Regions from separate parts of the Sus scrofa genome. Here region 2 is linked to region 1. The links are chromatin contacts, called in public promoter capture Hi-C maps. All regions are on one chromosome and are shown on one strand. Each heading gives the region's core, a stretch centred on a gene start, on an enhancer-like site or on the middle of the called end of the contact. The rest is flanking DNA. Distances are from core to core; before and after follow the strand shown. Region 1 holds the start of LOC102159167. Region 2 holds the start of ZNF354A (zinc finger protein 354A).

The links. Promoter capture Hi-C pulls out the DNA fragments that hold promoters and counts their contacts.
Region 2: a promoter capture Hi-C map of liver shows a contact between it and region 1, with 9 times the contacts expected there. The contact joins the promoter of ZNF354A here to the promoter of LOC102159167 in region 1. A contact is called at or near these places in 1 of 5 promoter capture datasets (liver) and 1 of 47 Hi-C or Micro-C datasets (liver).

Annotation. Positions count from the first base shown.
Region 1 is chr2:79,451,813-79,456,817 of Sscrofa11.1, forward strand. LOC102159167 reads right to left here and starts at 2,357. Exons shown (of 12, transcript XM_021085149.1): 1 at 2,234-2,357; 2 at 679-744. The coding sequence starts at 711.
Region 2 is chr2:79,667,604-79,672,608 of Sscrofa11.1, forward strand. It overlaps ZNF354A (zinc finger protein 354A), which reads left to right and starts at 2,833. Exons shown (of 5, transcript XM_021084345.1): 1 at 2,833-3,000; 2 at 3,831-4,497. The coding sequence starts at 4,315. LOC106507314 reads right to left here and starts at 2,713. Exons shown (of 6, transcript XM_013987544.2): 1 at 2,582-2,713; 2 at 1,061-1,193. The coding sequence starts at 1,153.

The DNA of each region.
Region 1 (5,005 bases), core at 1,107-3,606:
TTTTCTACCACCAGAAACAAGGTTATTAACTTCCTGCTGTGTGACCTTTCAGACCTTTTACATGCTAATATGGCTCTAGATTTAAACAGACATTATAAAATAAATTTATCCCACTCAATATTTTTTATTTGCTGCCCAGTATCTCACTGTATAGATGAATCAGTTTACTTAACTAATCTACTGGTGGGCATTTAGGTTATTTCCATTTTTGTAATCCTAAAAATGCTGGATTGAGGAGTTCCCATGATAGTTCAGTGGTAACGAACCTGACTAGTATCCAAGAGGACTTGGATTCAATCCCTGGCCCCAGTCAGTGGATTAAGGATCCGGCATTGCTGTGGCTGTGGTGTAGGCTGGCAGCTATAGCTCCGATTCAACCCCTAGCCTGGGGTGGGTGAGGGTGCAGCCCTAAAAAGACAAAAAAAAAAAAGAAAGAAAGAAAGAAAGAAGCCTTTGGAGTTCCCATTGTGGCATGGTGGAAACAAATCTGACTAGCATCCATGAGGACATGGGTTCAATCCCTGGCCTCACTCAGTGTGTCGGGAACCCGAGGTTGCTATGGCTGTGGTATAGGCCAATAGCTATAGCTCCATTTCAACCCTAGCCTGGGAACTTCCCAATGCCTCGTGTGCAGCCCTAAAAAGAAAAAAGAAAGAAAAAAAACAAGCCGTCACTCACCAGAGCCTGGGCTGGCAGCAACCTTGTGGCCATTTCTCCCTCTGCTGCCCCTTTTGGAGAAGGTACCTGAAAGAGAAAAAGAAACCGTGAGGTTTTGCCATCCTGTTTGCACTCCCACACTCATTAGGCTCAGACCAGGTTAGAAATCACACATTGAGAACTGTGCAGATCAGAGCTGGAGGAGCCCTGGGCGTGACCACCAAAACCAGGAGTGGACAGTAAGCGACTTCCAGTCACTGGGCCTGCTACCTTTCAGCCACTGGTTTATGAATAAAGATGAATCCAACTAGCACTGTCTGACAAGCATTGACAGTGTAAAGAGCAGTCACATTGGGCTCACGGAGATGCTAAATTAATGAGAAATGACATAAATATGCCAAGCACCTGCATTTAGATATTTTGAGCTATAATAATTACAATTATGGAAGTTTCCACTGTGGTGCAATAGGATCATCTCGGGAGAGCTTGGGACGCAGGTCCAACTCTGGCCCAGTACAGTGGGTTAAGGATCTGCGGTTGCACCAGCTGGGGCTTAGATCGCAGCTGTGGCTCATGTGCCTTGGAGCGGCCAAAAAAAAAGAGAGAGAGAGGAAAAAAATACAGTTGTGATTATAAAAATTCTTCAAATGCCATGTGAAGAACTGGTGTACTTTTCAGGCGTAGCCAACCAACTATTCCTCTTGGAAGTTGTGTTTCCTTTATGAAGAGTTACCAAAGCTCCTTAAATGTAAAAGGAGGAGTTCCTGTCATGGCTCAGTGGTTAAGGAATCCGACTAAGAACCATGAGGTTGCGGGTTCTATCCGTGGCCTTGTTCAGTGGGTTAATGATCCGGCATTGCCGTGAGCTGTGGTGTAGGTCGCAGACGCGGCTCGGATCCCGAGTTGCTGTGGCTCTGGCGTAGGTCGGTGGCTACAGCTCCGATTAGACTCCTAGCCTGGGAACCTCCATATACGTGGGAGCGGCCCAAGAAATGGCAAAAAGACAAAAAAAAAAAAAAAAAAAAAAGCAAAAGGAAATATTAACCACCTACCTTCCCTTCCCCCGTCCCCAAAATATACAAGGCTCAGAAGAAACACCTTCGTTGGATAGAAATGAACTTAAAATTTAAAGAAAAGGGAAATAACTTAGCGGACAAAATCACTCAAAAATTACAAAAAAAGAAAATAGTTAAATCACTTAGGATTCACTCTGGAAGAACAAGAAAGCATGGTTAGCAAAAATGGGTAAACATAAAAAAATAAATTTTAACTCTGGGGAGTAAAACCAGCAAATGCTAAAAGCCAAAAAACGCCCCGGGGTTCGTGAACACTGAAACAAGACACAGCATCCTTCAACCTTTTGGGGGGACCTTTCTCCAGAAGCCTGGGCGGAGACTGAGGCCCAGGGGACAGACGGGGGAACCTCCCCGGGCAACGCCCCCTCCTCGGGCCGCGTTCACCTGCCGAGGCCGCCTTGGCTTGGACGCCCGCAGCTGGGACTCCCGCCCCGGCTGGCCCTCTGTCCTGGCCCCGCCGCAGGAGCCGCACACCCCGGACCCACTCTTACTGGCTGTACCTGGGCTCGCCGGGGCGGGGACTCGAAGAGGCAGACAGCACTGCAGGCAAGCGGTACACCTAGCGTAGGGATATTTGTTGCCGCCGCCGACAGGCCGACGGGCGCAAAAGCGCCTGCGCACAGGAGAACCGCAGCGCTTTTCCTTTCGAACTCTATTTCCCAGAAGTCTCCACGGCACGGGCCCATACAGTGTCTGAGAAGGGCCAAGGGTAGGAAGGCTAGAGGAAGGGGTCCTGCTGGAAACCCGAGGAGCCTGAAACCTTGTCTACCAGCCTCTGATGTAACCTCGGATCCTCTTCTGCACGCTTTTTATTTCTATTATGATAGTGATAATAAGAGCGGAAAATGAGTATGTAATAAAAACCGTAGGAATTCCCGTCGTGGCGCAGTGGTTAACGAATCCGACTAGGACCCGTGAGGTTGCGGGTTCGGTCCCTGCCCTTGCTCAGTGGGTTAACGATCCGGCGTTGCCGTGAGCTGTGGTGTAGGTTGCAGACGCGGCTCGGATCCTGCGTTGCTGTGGCTCTGGCGTAGGCCGGTGGCTACAGCTCCGATTCAACCCCTAACCTGGGAACCTCCATATGCCGCGGGAGCGGCCCAAGAAATAGCAACAACAACAACAAAAAGACAAAAAGGCAAAAAAAATAAAATAAAAACCAAAAACAGAATAATACAGAAAGCAACAAGTGTTGGTGAAGACTTGTTGAAATTAAATCCTTGTGAATTGCTGGTGAGAATGTAAAATAGTGCAGCTGCTTTGGAAAATAGTTATGGCAGTTCCTTAAAAAATTAAAAATAGAATTACCATATATAATCCAGCAATTGCCCTTCTGGGAATATTCCCAAAATAATTGAAAGCAAAACCTCAGACAGGTACTTATACACTAATAATGTCCATGGAAACATTATTCATAGGAGTCAAAAGGTAGAAACAACCAAAGTGTCAATGAACAGATGAGTGAATAAACAAAATGTGGTCTATCCTACAATGAAATATTATTCAGCCACAAAAAGGAAGGAAAATCTAATATATGCCTCAACATGGATGAATCTTGAAGACGGGAAATAAAGCAGACTCAAAGGGACAAATATTGTATGATTCCACCTATACATGGTATGTAAAATAGTCAGATTCATAGACAGAAAGTAGAATAGTGGTTACCAGGGGCTGATGGGAGAGGGAAATGAGGATTTATTGCTTAACAAATACAGAGTTTCAGTTTGGGGTAATGAAGAAAGTTCTGGATGTGACTAGTCGTTATGGTTACCTAACAACAAATGTGCTTAATGCCTCTGTGCTATACACTTAAAAATGGTTAAAATGGTAAATTTTATGTGATGTGTATTTTAGTACAATAAAAATAATAATGCAAAATAAAATAACAATTATGAACCACTGTTAGCAAGATGGTATTGAGATTTACAAAGTAAAAATAAGGTAGCAGACTGAATAAACACAATTACCTCTTTACTATAACAAAACATATCAAAACAAAAACACTTAACATATATAATTTTTAAGGTAATAAAATCCCATACAGCTCTAGAAAAATACCATCAGAACACCAAAAATTGAAAATCTTGGAAGACATGCAGCAGATATATGCCCTGAGATCCAAAGTCCAGCTAACAGAAAGATTCAGAAGAAAAAAAGAAAAAAAAATAGGAGTTCCCTGGTGGCCTAGTAGTTAAGGATCCTGCTTTGCTGTGGCTGGAAATTTTCACATGCTGCAGGCACAGCCAAAAAAAAAAAAAAAAAATTTGAATGATACAAAAATTGAAAGAAACATAAAATATCTGCCTAAGCTCCTGCAGCTTGCTTTTGCTCATCATCTCGTTTGGAAGATTCATCTCTCTCATATGGCCGAGGTTCTAAATTTTCATTGTTCTTTAGTATGCCATCGTGTGACTTTACTATAATTTATTTATCCATTATTCTGTCCCATGGTCTGCACCCCTGCTGCACTGCCTCTTCTCTCATAGCCTGTTCCTATGGCCTTATTGAGAGTTCCCTCTGATCAGTGGATAAATGAAAAGAAAGCTTGGGCCTGGTTCCCAGATGTTTCCACACAACATTCAGGCATCCCTGGAAGTGGGCAGTGCAGCACTACCCTTCCTCTTTGGGACATCCCTGAAGGACTTAGGTAAAGGGAAATCCTCCCAGTGGGCAGAACTTTGAGCAGTGCTCCTGGTTTCTCACTTTGCTTAGAAGGAGAAACAGCCAGATATGCAATTATATACCTATTCACGGGCTGTGACCATTGGTTTGGCTGGATGGTCAGGGAAATGGAAGAAACATGATTGAAGAACTGATGACAAGGAAATCTAGGGGAAGAGAAACATGGATAGATATCTTTGAATGAGCAAAAAATGTGAAAATGTGAAAATGTTCTTGTCCCATGTGAATGCTCACCAATGGGTTGCTTCAGCAGAGGAGAGTTTTAATAATCAAGTGGGTATGATAAACTGTTCTGTGGACACCAGTCTGTATCCTTCTCTAGCCACCTCTATCATCACCCAAGCTCATGAGCAAAATTGCCGTGGCAGCAAAGATGGGGTTACACAGGCTGCACTCAGCAGCGTGGACTTCCACCCATCAAGGCCAGCCAGGCTATGGCCATTGCTGAATGCCCAATCTGCCAGTAGTAGAGGCCAACACTGAGTTCTTGATATAGCACCATTCCATGGTGCTGGAAGATGCCTTATCCATTGTTATGGTATCCACACAAACTCTCACAGTGAGCACTTTGTGATCAAAGAACTCACTTCACA
Region 2 (5,005 bases), core at 1,583-4,082, 220 kb after region 1:
ATAATTGAAAGAAAAAGAAAAAAGATTCTCTGGGTTGGCATCCATTTTGAAGTATTTTTCACATCATCTCTAGAAGAATCGTGCTTACTTTATAAAAACTATGTGTGTGTACATGCCATTTTAAGCGTTATACATACACACACACATATATATATACATAATTTTTTTTTTAACCAGAGCCTAAATTGCTTTGTTCTCACCATATCCTCTCTCTCAAAAGCAGTACATTATTTAACAGTGTTTGCTGACTAGATGAGCAAGGACAATTAAATTACCATGACTTGGACATTGTTTTGTATTTGCTTTTAGAGCCTTTTAAGGGCCCATGTATCCCATTTCTAACAGAAATATGACTAATATAAACAGAGAAGTCCCATGTGTAGGGTCTTTCATTAATCAGGAAAGGAGTCTTCCTAGAAAAGACTCATGTCAGTTGTCCCAGAGTGTGAAACCCCAGAGAGCTACACTTTTGGGCAATGGACCAACTTAAGAGTCCTCTGGTGAGGCGGAAGAGAGCTTTTTGAAGGGAATGAAAAGAGACGAGAACCTTCCTTGCTCAGGAGAACACAAATGGAAGTTGTGGCCTAAACATTCACTCCCTTAAAATTATCAGTAATGATGCACTTCCGAAAGAGGCTTAATGTATCCACAGGCACCTGCAAACCTTTGAAAAACTCATGAAGAGGTACATCAGCAGCAATTTCTCCCCAAATTTTTAGTGTGGTAAAATCCACATAAAATTTACCATCTTAACCACTTTCAAGTGTATGGTTCAGTGGTATTAAATACATTCACGGTGTTGTGTAACCATCACCATCATCCATCTATAGGACTCTTCCATCTTATAAATCTAAAACTCTGTACCCATTAAACAATAACTCCCCACTGCCCCTCTCCCCAGCCCCAGGTAACCACCTTACTGTCACCATGATTCTGACTGCTCAAAGTACCTCATTGAAGTAGAATCATACAATACTTGTCTTTTTGTGACTGGCTTATTACAGCAGCATGTATTTTAAAGCTATTATGACTCTTACCTGAAAATGAAAAATAAACCTACCTTGAAATTGAGTATCTTGTTTATTATGAGCCATTTGATTAATGAGAGAGAAAGGATTTTATTTAACTCTATTTTCTGTTCCATGCTTCTCATTCTTTTGTTCCTCTTCTCTGGCCTTCTTGTTAGTAAATATCTAAATGGTTCAATAAATAAGACATTATATTTAATTTCAAATTAGCTATAAAAATTGTTCTATTAAGTGAACAAAGACATGTAAAAATTTATTTTATTTTATCTTAGTTTTTTTTTGGGGGGGGTCTTCTTAGGGCCACACCTACAGCATATGGAGGTTCCCAGGCTAGGGGTCAAATCAGAGCTGCAGCTGCCAGCCTACACCATAGCCACAGCCACAGCAATGCGGGATCCAAGCTATGTCTGTGACCTACACCACAGCTCATGGCAATGCCAAAACCTTAACCCACTGAGCAAGGGCAGGGATCTAACCTGCCTCCTCATGGATGCTAGTCAGATTCTTTTCTGCTGAGCCATGACGGGAACTCCAAAAGCATTTTTTTATATCATTAAAAAGAAAAAACCCAGAGTAGGCATAAGTGTCAGGAACTGCTTATGGAAATATAAATTGTAAAATCTTCCAGGAACACAACCAGTAATGTACTTAGAATTCTACCCTTCTTGATCCAGAAATTCAACTTTAAGGAATTTAAACTAAGAAAAGAATCTTCAAAGATATAGCTACGAAGATATTAATGGAGCAAAACACTAGAAATAATATAACAGTAGGGGTAAAATATTAGGTAAATATATTTAAATAAATAAACTTAAATATATTTAACTAAAAAAGTTAATTAAATGCAATGGAAGGTACTGAAGTCATTGAAAACACTACTGAGGGAGAATATTTACTGGCAAGTTCAAATACTCAAGGCATGGTCTTAAGGGGGTAAAAAAACCAAAATAGGTCGCAATTGCTGTCTGCAATATTCCACTTTGTTAAAACCAGATTGGTGTGACTGTAGGAGAGATTAATATGGAGTACAAGGGGCTGTTAAAACATGCTTACCAAAATGTTAACCATTTATTTTTGTGTGGTGGCATTTTTCCCCCTTTATCTGTATTTATCAAACCTTCTATATAGAACCTGTGTTTCTCTGCCAAAAAAAAAAAAAAAAGAAGAAGAAGAAAAATTGTTGGCTTCTCAGAGCCTGGAATGGCCATCCCCTGCGGCCCTGCCTTGGCATGCTCCCTCCATTCTCACCCTCTTAGTGAGGTCTGCCAGGGGCCGACTTACTTTTCGCAAAGGGGTCCCAAATTCCCACATTATTCTCCTTTCAGCTTTCTCTCATAACACTTACCTCCTAAAAAGTTATATAATTACGTTCGCCTCTTATTGTCTACTCCCTATCTCCCAAAAAAGTTCTCCAGAGCAATGATCTCTGCTTTACTCACAGAGGTATTTCAAATCTTTAACAATAAGGGACTGCCACCATAACAGGTACTCCATACACTTTTGTTGAAAGAACGAAGGGGAAACAGGTTTGTTCTTGTTGGTTGTCTACTTGCCTTTCTATAAATTACGCAGATGCAGAGCTACAAGACACTGTACTCGGAGAACCTCCGTTTCCTTCCAGGAGAACCAAGTACCCAAGACCTGGCAGCTCAGAAAGCTCGAGGCGATCACAGAATATGTTTTGGACACGTGACTGGCTCAGCTGGACCTTTCTTCTCAGACATGCGCGGAGAACCACACTTCCCAGAATTCTTGGGGGTTCTCGCGTGGACTACTTTTCCCAGAGGGCCTAGCGGTCTCCCACACCCGCCCCTCCCGGAGCTGCGTGGGGTGCCGGGTGTTTGCCGCTGGCGTGAGTGGCTTCCCGGTGTGAGGTCTGCCCGGGCAACACCCGGGGAGGGGTCCCTACCCAAAGCTGCTGTCCAGCAAGGGCAGTTCTGGAGCCTCCCGGAATCCCCGAGGTCTGGGCAAGGTGAGCGGCGGAGGGTCGGAGGGTTTCGGTAGGGAGAACCGGGCCTCGGAAGGATGCAGCGCCGGGGCGCGGGGCACAGGCCCAAGAGGCGCAAGCGGGGCCTTTGTGGGCGCTGGCGGGCGGAGAACCGGGGACCCCCGCCCCTGTCCGCCTGTCCCCCACCAGCCGTCCCGGAACTCAGCAGTTTGGGCGCTTCCTCCCCATTGGCCGGGCACAGCCACTCTCCTGCTTCCTCCCGACCTGTAACCGGCGCGCTAATTCTCCCGGCCCCGGCAGGCGTTTGAATTTGCTCCCGGCCGGCAGTGAACGTGAGAAAATCACTGCTTTCCCTTACCATCGCAACTGCCTTCTTGGGTGACAGGCATAATGATGTCTTGAACGGAAAGTGAGTCGCCGGCTTCCCCCACTGGCAGAGCCGGGACTGGAACCCAGGTCTTTGGTTTCTGTTCCCGGTCAAAACAGCAGCCCCCTCCCCGTCACAGAAGAGCTGTTTTTCCTTTATAAAGGAGCTTTCTGTAAAAATCTGAAAATTATTTCCTTTCAGAGGCGGGGGGGGGGGGGAAGAAGACTTGGGTGGAAAGACTTGAGGTGGAGAAAAGTTGTCACAGGTACACAGGCAGGTTAGAGCAGGTGCTCTGGAGCCTGCCCTAGCTGGAATCTTGGTGCCACCGGGGCTAGTGGCTCCCACAGTACCCTCAGTTTCCTGATCTATAAAATGGGGCTGTGGTTGTGGTAGCTGAACGATGTTATTCTAGAACATAATACTATATTCTTGGAGGATAAGACTTACTGTACAATTTTTTTTTGTTGTGTCTTTTTGCCTTTTCTAGGGCTGATCCCGTGGCCTGTGGAGGTTCCCAGGCTAAGGGTCTAATAGGAGCTGTAGTTGCCGGCCTACGCCACAGCCACAGCAATGTGGGATCAGAGCCGTGTCTGCAGTCTACACCACAGCTCAGGGCAGCACCAGATCCTTAACCCACTGAGCAAGGCCAGGGATTGAACCCACAACCTCGTGGTTCCTAGTCGGATTCTTTAACCACTGGGCCACGACAGGAACAGGTACAATGTTTTTAGGACCAAGAAAATATTATCATTTCTTTACTCAGTTCAGTCCCACAGCGCAGTGCCAGCTGTGTTGTGGGACTGAAGATGTGGTCCGTGCCTGAGACCTGGTGAAGCTCAGGGAATCGCTACTGCAGCTGATAGAGTCCTAGGTTCTTTTCCTCTGAGCCTGGGAGAGAGCCAGGTTGGTTCAGCCCTTCTTTCTGGTCCTGTCTGCTCCTGGCTCCTTCCAGCTTACCTACCTGAGGGCACATGACATCATTCTCAGATGGTGTAAGGATTTCAGAACTGCTGATTCTGAGGGGTGGAAAGCAGAAGGGGCGTTTTCTTGGCTCCCTTTTTTTCTCTCAGGTCTGGCTTCTGGAAACTGCCCATTCTCAGGGGAAAGGACAGAAAGAGAACATGGCTACTGAACAGAACAAAGCGAGGTCTCAGGTGAGTTTGTCACCATCTCAGGTCTTAGGGACAGTTGGGTTTTTTGTTTTTTTCCCTCAAACTAATGTTTTCTACCCAGTCTTTTTTTTTTTTTTTTTTTTTTTTTTTTGGCTTTTTGTCCTTTTAGGGCCACACTCACGGCATATGGAGGTTCCCAAGCTAGGGGTCCAGTCGGAGCTACAGCTGCTGGCCTACGCCAGAGCCACAGCAACGGCAGATCTGTGCCAAGTCTGCGACCTATAGCACAGCTCACAGCAATGCCAGATTCTTAACCCACTGATCAAGGCCAGGGATCAAACCTGTAATCTCATGGTTCCTTGTCAGATTCGTTTCTGCTGTGCCATGAGGAGAACTCCCCTACCCAGTCATCTTTGCCAGGATTTGGAGCCCAGGTTCTTTTCCCTTTGAAGAGTTAGCTCATCTGGTAGATGGTGGGTTCTGTAGGAAATGCTTGTTTCCAACCCACCCCTTACCCTTTGGCTAGTGTTTCTCTTTTATCTTCCTAATA